Regions from separate parts of the Sus scrofa genome. Here region 2 is linked to region 1. The links are chromatin contacts, called in public HiChIP or PLAC-seq maps. All regions are on one chromosome and are shown on one strand. Each heading gives the region's core, a stretch centred on a gene start, on an enhancer-like site or on the middle of the called end of the contact. The rest is flanking DNA. Distances are from core to core; before and after follow the strand shown.

Evidence for each region. HiChIP or PLAC-seq counts read pairs in DNA pulled down with a chosen protein or histone mark.
Region 2: an H3K27ac HiChIP or PLAC-seq map of skeletal muscle shows a contact between it and region 1. The contact joins two enhancer-like sites. A contact is called at or near these places in 3 of 47 Hi-C or Micro-C datasets (embryonic fibroblasts, fibroblasts and skeletal muscle) and 2 of 2 datasets of contacts at active chromatin or transcription factors (alveolar macrophages and skeletal muscle).

The regions. Positions count from the first base shown.
Region 1 is chr8:125,209,762-125,215,868 of Sscrofa11.1, reverse strand. All of the region lies in intron 2 of PDLIM5 (PDZ and LIM domain protein 5), which reads left to right. Among named protein-coding and RNA genes, the nearest start is that of PDLIM5, 47 kb to the left of the region's middle. Within about 2 kb of position 3,863, at least 9 of the 83 cell types and tissues checked have an H3K27ac peak or open chromatin away from gene starts, as enhancers often do. A contact at or near this core is called in skeletal muscle, where this site is marked.
Region 2 is chr8:125,300,180-125,306,286 of Sscrofa11.1, reverse strand. No RefSeq gene overlaps it. Among named protein-coding and RNA genes, the nearest start is that of PDLIM5, 43 kb to the right of the region's middle. Within about 2 kb of position 3,091, at least 17 of the 83 cell types and tissues checked have an H3K27ac peak or open chromatin away from gene starts, as enhancers often do. A contact at or near this core is called in skeletal muscle, where this site is marked.

The DNA of each region.
Region 1 (6,107 bases), core at 2,614-5,113:
TTTGCAAGGTTGCCACACTGAGTGTATAGCTACAGGCCCTGACAGAGTTTTAACTTGCTAGATCGCCTGAGAGGAGAAACCATATCCATTGTTCTGTCTGTTACTGGAGAATCCTTGGAGGACCGTGTTGCCCCTGTTGAGCTAAACCTAGATGTTCAGCCAGCAGTCCCCATGAGGAATGACCCAGCCTTCGGGGTCAGGACGAGGCCTTGAGAGACCAAATGTGTGTGCTTTAAAAAGCAGGCTCATTTGGATGGTACCTGCAGAGAGCTATTAGAGTTACATTATTATATACTCACTCAAATTCAGTGGCTAAATTTAAAACTGAGTACCTCATGCGTGATTTCAGAGGTCTTTTGCTCTTGGCTAGAAATGCAAATTAAATATATTTAACAGAGATGCTTTTGTGTTCTCATATTTTCATTGACTTTTTGTGTATTTTGCTATTGTAGTCCTGTATTCCCAGCTCAGGATCTTCACACATACTGATCTTTTTGAAAATCTTTCTGCCTGGGGAACCCCTAGATTTTTGAGTCAACCTGGTTGACCTCTAGACTGGTTGAGAGGCCCATATTATTTACTTTCATAACACCTCACATTAAAAAATAGGTAACTCTTTTCACTTCATGATGTGACTTTATGATGATAGCTGTCCAATATTTTACTCTCATTTAGCAGTCGGTTAAAACAATAGCTGTAAAAGCTGTGAATGCTATAAATGTAGGCAGAAAGGACTTTGCCCGTGGGTTTTTATTGCAGATTATTGCATGCACTCCTTTAGTGTTGGGCATTGTGGTCTACTTTAGCAGGTAAAAATTGATAGATGAGAGCTTGAATACTTTAAAGAAAATTTTGAAGTAAGATTGAGTAGACCAAATATTCACCAAAAGATATTTTGTGTTAATATGTGTGCCTAAAAAGTGAAGCTATCTCTGTAGAAGACATTTCTTATGGTCAGGAGGCATATAAACTATTACTATTTTTACCTACTATATTATTTTTATCAACTGCTATGACCACAGGTCTTTATTAAATTAATTACAGAAGAGGAAACATAAAATGGAGAGAAAAAGTAATTATTTATATCTTCTCTCCCCATTGTTGAGAGTAAAATTAAGCTTTCATTTATTTATTTATATGTTTATTGAATCTCTAATATATTTGTAGGGTTCAAATAAAAAACTATAACAGACATACCTAGTAAATAACCTCTGTGTAACTTCCCTCTGCTCTGCATTTTTTTCTAAATTGAAGTTTCGTGGCAACCTTGGGTCCAGCAAAATCTGTTGTTGCCGTTTTCCCCAGAGCATTTGCTCACTTTGTGTCTTTATGTCACAATATTTCAAACTTTATTATTATATTTGTTATGGTGATCTGTGATCCTCTTTGACGTCACTCTTCTAATTGTCTGGGGATATGACAAACCATATCCGTGTAGAACAGCGAACTTAACCCATAGATGTTGTTATGTGTTCCATCAGCTGCATCCACCAGCCCTGCACCCACTTCTCTCTCCCTGTCCTCAGGCCTCCCTATTCCCTGAGACACAGCACTATTACCTACAAAATCAGTAAGTAACAGGAACCTACTGTTTAGTGCAGTAATGTATGAAGGTGTCTATTTCCCCACATCCTGGCAACACACAGTTACAGCTTAGCTCTCTGATAGGTGGCAAATAATCTTAGTGTTGACCAACTTTTTGTATCATCTATATCCATATCTATATCTATATCTATATTTTTTGGTGGTGCCTGCAGTGTGTGGGAATTCCTGGGCCAGGGATCGAACCCGAGCCACAGCAGTGACTGAGCCAAAGCAGTGACAACACAGGATCTTTAACTGCTAAGGCCCCAGGGAGTTCCTCCTGTGTTTTAAGAACTGTATATATTTTCTATGAGGGTAGACTCTTAATATAAAAACTTTGTACATAGAGAATCTAAATGTGATATGATTTTTTTTTTTTTTTTTGGTCTTTTTGCCTTTTTTCAAGCCACTCCCATGGCATATGGAGGTTCCCAGGCTAGGGGTCTAATCGGAGCTGTAGCCACTGGTCTACACCAGAGCCACAGCAACACGGGGTCACAGTCACGTCTGCAACCCACACCACAGCTCACGGCAATGCCATACCCTTAACCCACTGAGCAAGGCCAGGGATGGAACCCGCAACCTCATGGTTCTTAGTCGGATTCGTCAACCACTGCGCCACAATGGGAACGCCACGATTTTTTTTTTCTGAATAAGTTATTCTGCCTATCAGCAAAAGCAGCTCCTTTCAAAGCATCTAAAACCATTTAAGGGTGTTTGAAAAGTTGCAAATTTTATTAACGTCTGTGAATTCTTTCATTAATTTTTAGCCGAAGAGACATGTGTGAACACAGTTAACATTTTAATAGATCTTCCAAACTAGGGAGTCGATACCCATAATATCCAGCCCCAGGAAATTTTACGTAAGTTATGCATACATTTTTCTTTTTACACTGGGGAAATGATGGCGGAAGAACACCGAAAAAGTATAAAAGATAAAAAGGCAGAAATGACATTCGGGCTACTCAAGCTTTCATGTGTCATGAAATAAGCTGTAGCAACTGAGATGATGTTTGTTTTGTTTTGTTTTTTAACTTGATTTACTTCCACTAATTTTTAAAATATGAAGTATAAAGAAGAAAAATTGTAAAATTGCCCATAATCACGTTGTCTAATCCCTTCTGGTAATTCCTGTTGACACTTAGAAAAAAATTGTTTTTCTGAATTTCTAAAAAATCTTTTTTAACTCTCTCAAATATCATGATGTTTAAAGGCACGGAAATTGGTCTTTGATATTAATACAGTTACATTTAAATTTTCAGATAATTTGGTTTTTTGTTGTGTTTTTATTAAACAGATTGGAGATTTTGAAAAACTGGCTGTTCACAGATGCTTTGAGGAGCCATGCTCTCTGCTCTGTGTTAGTTCATTGATCAGTCATGTTTTATTGATCAATTCTTATCCCTCCCTCACCAGCCTCCTCAAGGAGACGCTCCAGTCATCATTCATGGGGGCGTGGGGTGGGGTCCCTGGGAAGATCCTCCCTCCAAGATGAAAGTGGCAGGAGGAAATAGGGTAACAGCCCCCCTTGGAAGGCGGACACTGGGCAGGCCAACTTCCCTCCTCCTCAGATGAGCCTATGTGTTGGGTTTTGGAGTAAGGGTCACTCAGTAGGAGAACTGCAGGGATTTTAAAGTGAAGAAAGGAAATTTTTGGGAGAGGCGACGGTGAGGGGGGAGGTCCCTCGCCTTCTGGCCACTTCTCTCTCTTCCTTCACTTCCTCTTTTCTGTTTCTCTTCCTTTTCCCTCCTGCCTCCTTCTCCTTCTGCTTCCTCTCTCTTTCTTTTTGGTCTGTATGGTTAGAAATTTTGACTGAAGAATTTTTCTTAAACTTGTGTGATGTATGGATACCTGTGTTTGGATACCTGAGAGTTAGGGTAGCAATTTAGAGCTAGCCTGGTCTGTCTAGGTAGGAGCGACAGCCCGATGGGATTTAGGAATTCAGCTGAGCGAGAGTAAAACATGTGCCTTTGGCTGGAGCGTGCAGCATGTTATCTCAGGAGGGAGAATGAGTGGCAGATGATGTGCCAGGTGGAAGGGCAGCCCAGCCAGGATCACAAGCTGGACTTTGCAATCACAAGGCCTGAGTTCCAGCCCCAGCACCGTGACCTCCTAGCTCTGTGACCTTAAAGTGATAACATAAATTCTCTCTTCATTTCCTCACTTATAGACTAAGAATGCTAGTACTTTACAGCCTCTTTGTGAGGTTAAATGAATGACTACCTGTAAAACATCTAACTCTCCAATGTCGCTTCCCCTTCCCTCCTTCTCTTCTTTATTATTAGCATCAAACCTGTTCCAGGCAGCATGTTGAAATAGATCTCTGTGTGGGTGTAGTGCCAATGTAGGTATGCCAAATATTTTGTAGGATGGGCACATAGTCAAGTTCCTTCCTTCCTACTTTGCAATTTTGTTGATTTTTTAAAATCAACAACAGACATTTGTGATACTCTCTTTTTGTTTTCAAGACTGGAGATATTAGATGTTGGATATTTCTTTTTTTCTTTCTTTCTTTTTTTTTTTTTTTTTTTTTTGCTTTTTAGGCCCGTACCTGTGGCATATGGAGGTTCCCAGGCTAGGGGTTGAATTGGAGCTACAGCTTCTGACCTACGCCACAGCCACAGCAACACAGTGAGCAAGGCCAGGGATGGAACTGGCAACCTCATGGTTCCTCGTCGGATTCGTTTCCTCTGTGCCATGACGGGAACTCCTAGATGTTGGATATTCTAAAATTATTTTTCCTACCCCTGTGAAACTAGGAGTCATAAACAGGCATCGAAAGATAAATTGTTAGAGTGGCAAGACACCTTATATCATCCAAACTACCTCCCTTTCCCTGCCAGTTATTTTCTTAAACAAGTGAACAAACCAGGGCAGATAAAGTCAGTGATAGGTGTATTTAGGTTTTTTGTATTTTTGAGGTTTTTTTGGCCATGCCTGTGGCATGTGGAAGTTCTCAGGCCAGAGTTGAACCCATGCCGCAGCAGCAGCCCAAGGCACTGCAGTGACAATGCTAGATCCTTAACCCACTGAGCCACCAGGGAACTCATTGGTGTACTTAGTTTTGAAAACAACTTTTTCGGATGTTAATTCAGTATTTAAATTATTACTACAAGAGCATTCCTTAACCTCTCTTTAGCCAGTAGAATTTTTAATTGAACAAGATGGGTATTTTTCACTGACCTCTCCCAAAATAATATATTATAATAACCTTTCATCATGTAGAAGGAAGATTTTTTTTTGGTCTTTTTAGGGCTGCCCTGCAGCATATGGAGGTTCCCAGGCTAGGGGCTGAATCAGAGCTGTAGCTGCTAGCCTACACCACAGCCACAGCCACGCCAGATCTGAGCTGCATCTGAGACCTACGCCATAGCTCATGGCAACGCCAGTTCCCTGACCCACTGAGCAAGGTCAGGATCAAACCTGTGTCCTCATGGATACTAGTTGCATTTGCTTTGGCTGCACCACAGTGGGAACCTGAAGAAAGATATTTTTGATGGTGCAACTTCGCATTGGGACCAAAATAGCAGTAATATTGTACTGGTCATACATGAATTTATTTCAGAGATCTGCTAAGTTTCTCCTCCTAGATGTTTGTGTCTGTCACTTGGTTACCAGAAAGAATTCTTTTCTTACCAATTAAACCACCCAATCTCTGATGATAGTCCTGTTTTAAAAGGCCCAAGCGTCTGATGACCTGTGCTAGCTTCGATATCCGAGACTCACTTTTCAATCTATCGGATCCTCAGGAAAGGTCATTCGAACCCCTGTCTCTGGACCACTTTGGAGTTCTACCCCTTTTAGGTTCTCACCCTGATCTGCTTGTTTCTCTGAGCTCCTTTATTGCCATTTGGAGTGATTACTGTTACATCTTTATGGAACAATATAACTCTCCTGTGTAGAGGTAATTCGTAATACCCTGAATAATCAATTTTTTCTGGCCTGGAGACCTACTCTCTTCTTTCTTCCATTTACCAGTGTCATCACAGTTTCACAGAAAGTTATTTTGCAATAATTTTGAAGCTATGCTTATTATTTATTTTAATAATGTACCTTTAGTTTCTCTGAACTCTAGCTAGAACGAAACTCATATTTCATTTTCTAGCATTTGTTACAGTAGAACAAAAAATGTTTGCAATCTAACTGAAGTAACGGATGTCTAATGAAAATCAGAGCTTCACGGCCGTATTACTGTCATGGAGGAAGACCATTTACCATGTGTGACTAAAACTGAGTCCTGGTCTCTTGCATTCTGGCTGTTTCCTCACCGATGAGTTATCGTGCACTCACGCTGTCTCTCCTTTTCAGAGTCATGTGTCTCCTGTACAGTACCCGTAGCATGTGGCTGTCTGCCTTCTGCTTGAATATACCCAGGAATAGGAATCTCATTACTTTGCAAGGAAATCATTTCATTTCTGGAATGTTCTGAATGTTTTCAAGCCCTTACTGTGCTGAGAATTGAAATCTTTCTTTCTGGAACTTGTACCCATAGACCCTTGTTCTTTCCTAGAGGATTATTAGAT
Region 2 (6,107 bases), core at 1,842-4,341, 91 kb before region 1:
AAACTATCAATGGAAGTTTGATCTCTCAAAGAGGTCACTTCCAAATAGGGGTTTGTTTATATGACCTGAGCAACTCTCTTTGGTGTCCTACTGAGTACATAACCTGCATTCTGAGCTCAACTGTCCTGTGAGTTTTGACATCATAGATGAAATATCTCCTGGCGCTGCAGAGAGCCAAGGTTCCATAGTTCCTGTTAGCTGCCAGTGAAACGCCACTGCTTAAGTCTGGCAAAAATCAAACTGCATCTTTTACACAAGTAACTCATTGTATGTCCACTCTGCTTCTGCGTCTCATTGGAATCTGCCAGCTGAAGGTCATTTTAATTAAATCAATTATGAAATCACACATCCAGGCTTATTTAATTATTATCAAAGAAAGGAACCAAATATGTTAAAGATCATATTTGGTGCTTAACTGAAGAAAATGAACATACTCGAGAGAGAGCATTTAAGATCTACATCGATTAGGAAGCCAGCATATACTATGATATGGGTGAACTTAATTGAGTATGCTTTGCTATGCATCAAGGTTATTTTACTATGCAATAGAAGTGATTATCCTTATGCTTATCAAATGGCCTTATTCTTATCAAATATAGAAAAGGGGGTCTATGAATTAAAGGCAGAGAGAGAGAGAGAAGGAGAGAAGCTTGTTCACAACGTGTAGCAGTGTTTTTTGTCCTTTTAAAAAAAAATCCTCTTTAGAGACGTTAACTCCATAATCTTTCACATGTGGTAGTACTCAGACAATTCTGGCATGTCTATGCATGTGCGGGCTCTTTGCAATAGATAGGACATTCTGGAATTTGAGGCCCATAGTTGGGAAATGCTAATCTGGGTTAACCTTCATGTCTGAGGTCCAGTGAGATTCACCAATTTGTCCAAAATTACAAAGTGAACTAGAACCCACTAGAGCTAAAGTACAAGTCTTTTCAACCTTTGCCTTATACAGTTTCCACTGTCCCAGAGTTGTAGGGGGAAGTAGAGGCATGAAAGAAGACTCCTGTGCTAATTCAGAGAATTGTATTTTCAGAAGCAAATCTATCAGCCAAGTGCCAAGAGCACTACTGTAGTTTTTATGTCTGGAAACTCAGAAGGGTGCTCAGGAAACTTATTTATAAATAGAATGGTTACAAATGGTTTGATGTCAGTCTTAAGACATAAATAATGTTTAGCAGGTGTCAGACCAAGGCCTGGTTCTATTTGATATTTTCATCAGTGACCTAGATAAGACACTGGCAACCCAGAGAGCCAAAATCTCTCAAAAGAATTTTACATTTTAGGAAGCCTTCTAGTGTCTTTCCTGCCCACAAATTATCACTCCTTCCTTCTCCCATAATCAAGTTCCATTTCATTCCTATAGCTCAGCTGATCTCACTGAGGGTTTAGATTATTTAATTAATTACCACTAAGTTAGAGGTGACTAATGTGACAGCTCTTCCAAATGAATTAGGGATTTTTATTTTTTTAAGTTTTTATTATATTTTATTTTATTTTGCTATTTTTAGGGCCTCACCTGCAGCATACAGAGGTTCCCAGGCTAGGGGTCAAATCAGAGCTGCAGCTGCCAGCCTATGCCAGATCCACAGCAACTCGGGATCCGAGCCTTGTCTGTGACCTACACCACAGCTCACGGCAGCAACGGATCCTTAACCCACTGAGCAAGGTCATCGATCAAACCTGTGTCCTCATGGATGCTAGTCAGATTTGTTAACCACTGAGCCAGGATGGGAACTCCAGAGATTTTAAATTTTTAATGAATGTAGTCATGGGGAAGGATACTATGTAGCATCTCTGGAATATTTCTCCTTGCCAAAAATAGCCATAACTTCTATAAAGTCATTAATATTTTTGAAAATCCCAACACTTTTTCTAGCAAGTGATCAGTGACAACTGATTGGCACAGGCAAGGAAACTTATTTGCTATTTCTGACCTATATAATGGGAGTATTTTCCCGGTTAGACATAGAGAATTATATAATCTCTCAAAAGCATCCCCTCTCGTATAGCTCATTTTATAAAAGCATATCTCTTGTTTTGCTCTCTGCTTCTTGTTACTGATAAACTATTCTGAAGCTTAAAGAAAAGGAACATAGCAGCAGCTTTGGCTTGTATTAAAGAAAAAGTAGATCCTTCTTCAGGGTCATTGGGATTTAAAAATTATTTCTAGAAGTAACCAAACTCACCTGCAATGGTGTGAAATTATGCAAAGTTTTAGCCATATATAGTATATTCTTAGTGATTACACGAGTACCTTTTTTTTTTTTTTTTTGTAAAAATGGCATCAATTTAGGAGAAAAAATTCACAAACAAGGGTTTACAAATGAGGCTACTTAGAAGCAGCCACAAGTATCTGACAGGTCATGAAAGTAAACTGTCTCATACAGGCTTTGCTGTTAAAAATACTTCAGTGATGTATTTTTATAGGCAGGCGAGGGAAAATGTCCATAAATAGCTCTAGGAAGTTTAGCCAAGAACTTAAGTTGCCAGTAAAAATATTAAATTGACCATCATTAGAAATATTTCAAATGTAATCAATGCTCAAAAGGCAAACATAATAAGAAACTAAATTATTGGCAATAGTTACGTTTGTAGCTTTATATTTTCCCTTACAGTCTTCTAGTTTTTCCATTGTTTTTTCCCCATTTTCACATCCTGTGCTTCTCTTTATCCCGAATTCTATTTTCATTCATCACCAATTTAACGGTTTTCTTTCTTTTCCATTCCAAAATGTGGATGTCTTCTTTCGAGCTTCTCCCAGAAAATTTCCCATCTGCATTTCAAATCTCCAGGGACAGTCAATTTGTTTTTAAGGGAAAAAAACCACCCACGTGGGTGTGGTGGGTTGGGAGGAAGAATGTCACCTTTCTGACCCTGGCAATCCATATCAATAAGATGACCTTCATCCTGACCCCCTTGACTCTGGACGGTCAGCACTCGACCATGAACTCTGAGTGGGCAATGATGATGTCTCATCCTCACTCAGGTTGGTGGAGTTTCACAACTTTTTCCCTTGAGAACAGCCAGTGCTGAGCTGGCACGATGCAAGCAAGCCCAGATCTTTCGAGATCACGCTACTCAAGCCCATATAAGGAATAGAGTCCTGGGCCCCCGGCAGCCCCTCCTCATCCAGTAGCGACCAGGAGAGGGAGGAGGAGGCTTTCGGAACCTCCCTCTGCTAGGCTTCTCCCAGGTCAGTTGGAGCAAAAGCTAAAAAGAAACCTTTCAGCCATTCCTGACAGCTTTTCAGAAAGACAGTCTGATTCATAGTGACTTGTAACTTACCAAAAGTGATGTAGCTGAAAAGCCAATTAATCAGACAGCTATTTAACTGGCCATAAATTTAAACATTAGAAAGCGTCTTACATCAAAGTCTTAGGTGTTTCGGCCCCCTCCTGGGATGAATTTAGACGAGTCCCTTTCACCTTTCATCGAACAGGTTGGGGATTGAAACAAAGAACAGGGAGAAGAACAAGGCCAGAGCTCAGAATCATCTTCCTGCTCTTTTTGATTTTTAAAAGCTACCTCATTTGGATTTTCTTTAGACACAGTATTTTCCTGCGTCGAAAAGTATACATTCTTGTTCTCACTAACGTAATTTTTAATGTAGAAAATTTGCAAGCTCTCGCTTCCGTGCCAATAGTCTGTGCCTCCACCTTCACAGTTCGTCACTAGTTACTACTAGCTAGCAATTTTTATGTGTTCTTTATTTTTATTTTTTTAATTAAAAAAATTTTTTTTAATTTTGATGAAACCTAGTTTTTCTTTTATGGATCAAGCTGGCAATTTTTAGAGCGTACGTTAAACTGAATGTAAAAACATCCTTCTCAACATTCCTCCAACAAATGACCCATGTCGTGTCTTCTGATAACTCTGCCACTGAAAGCTACATCAGAGGTTAAGTGTTGAACAAAAGGCCCCTTTTCCTGTTTTCCTCACGGTTCTTGTAGTTTCACATTCTATCTGGGAATTTCAACTAAATAAGAAAGTTTGCAGTGATTTTCAAAACATGTGCCTTGAAACCTCGCAGCCTCATAAACATCTCTAGGGTTACGGGGAGGTATGCATGATCACAGCTGGATTTAATTTATTTTCCACTTTTTTTTTTTTCTTTCTGTAGCCTAACTTAACAAGATTGAGGTTCAGGGACATGGAAAATTAGCCTTAGGGTTTGGAAACTCTGCTCAGGGACATATACTCAGTTGAAGACTATTTCACGACTCACTGGCAGTGATTCGCTATCTTCGGGTGAGCTATGCTAGTCTTCAGAAGAGACGAAGGACCAGTGACTGGTTTGCTTTTGGCAAAGCCTTTTCACTTTATACAGATGACAAAAGCGAAGTCAGTGAGGCTCCTCAATATTGCTTCTGTGCTTTATGTCTGTCTTGGGCAAGTATAACAAAGGTTAATTTTAATTAATCCTTCGGAATTTTAATTCCCCCAAACACTATCCATAGACACTTCATGCACTACCAGTTGACTAGAAAATGGGACTGTCGGGTGTGAACACTGCTTTTTTCACATGTAAAACATGCCCGGTAAACAATACTGGGAACTGAGCCAAGAAATGTCATTTCTCTCACTCTATACTTCCAAAATAAGTCTCCATCCTCTGACTAATCCACCCACTCCACATCTTTCCTGTTTATGTTGTGAAGAATGGTATTTTTAAAAAACACCTCTTAGCAGAAGTACCCAACAGAACTTTCTTTGTACCTAGGGACATGCAATGAATGTCCTTTCAGAAGATCTTTTCAAAAGGATATTCCTTTATGAATTTCATAGATCATGAAAAAGAAGTAACTCAAAGCTAACCCAGCAGGTGACTTCCCATAATAAAACTGCTACTACCATCAGGGAGCTTAGGAACCTGAGGGCAAGATTTAAACTCTTGAAGATTTTACCTTAATTAACACACAGGTTACTCAGTCCTTGTGATGCACTGAATCCATATCAGCACTTCAGAAAAGCTGGTCTCGTTTTGACAGACCTCAGACTTGTCTTAGTTTGTGAAATTGATCCTCCACAACCTAGATTATTGAACTTTGTAGGAGACATGATTAGGCATGAGCAAAAATTCATTGCTGAAATATGAATAAAAAATAAATATTCACTCACACAGTAAGTGTCAATCATTCCCTATGTATTAAAAAAAAAGGCTTTCAACTAAGAAGTCCAGAAATATCTTTATGTGACAGTACCTGTGAAAGGTCAACTTAGAGTCGATTTTAGTTTCTTCTCTTGTTGAGAATTTTAGAAACTATCACATCCTTTTAAAAAGAAAAAAAAAAGTCTTCATGAGCGCTTCATAAATCAGGAATTGCGTGGATGTCTCTTTAGAAGCACTGCACTGATGTAATTAAATTGTTTTCGCTTTCTTGCCACTGAGGGAGCAATTTTCATGCTGTGCTTTCAGCAAACATTTCAAAAGATCCTCACATAAATTATCTTGTTTTCCATCTCTAACTCCAATTCAGCCAGATAGCACCATTGCTGAGTCAAGCTGACCTTGGCAAACACAGCCTTTGTTGCATCACTGTCTGCCATTCAAATCCCCCACTCTGTACCATCACATTGGACAGTTGCATTTCGTCGGGCCATTGCCTCGTTATAAGACCTCAAAGTCGCTGCTGACTACCTCTAATTATATCCGGCCACCCCTCCCTTTGTGGTTACCAGAGCTTGCTGGTCTTCTTTATAGACATCTCTTTGACTCACAGCAATTTCCACTCAGAGCTGTTACTTTTACAAGCCTTTGTAATTCACCACCTATTATAATCTCTTGCCCCTCACCTTCTCTCCTCTTTAATCATCCTAAATGCTACTTGTGTTATAGTAATACATAAGAAAACAATTTCATAAAAGTGTATTAAGTAATTAGCATCAGCTTTGTTCTTATTCTCTGACAGTCAGTGCAGTTGGGGCCAGGGCTTGGCAGGTGAGGGCTGAGCACCCCTCTTGGAGCCCAGGCCGTTGGCCCTAGAAAAGGGGCCACAGGAGGAAGATGCTTCCTGGGGTCACGCCTGAGATGGTTCACTCAGTAACACACATCAGTGATCGGGCTGGGCCAGGAGGAAGCCCGGGCATGAGCCTGCTCAAGGAAACGA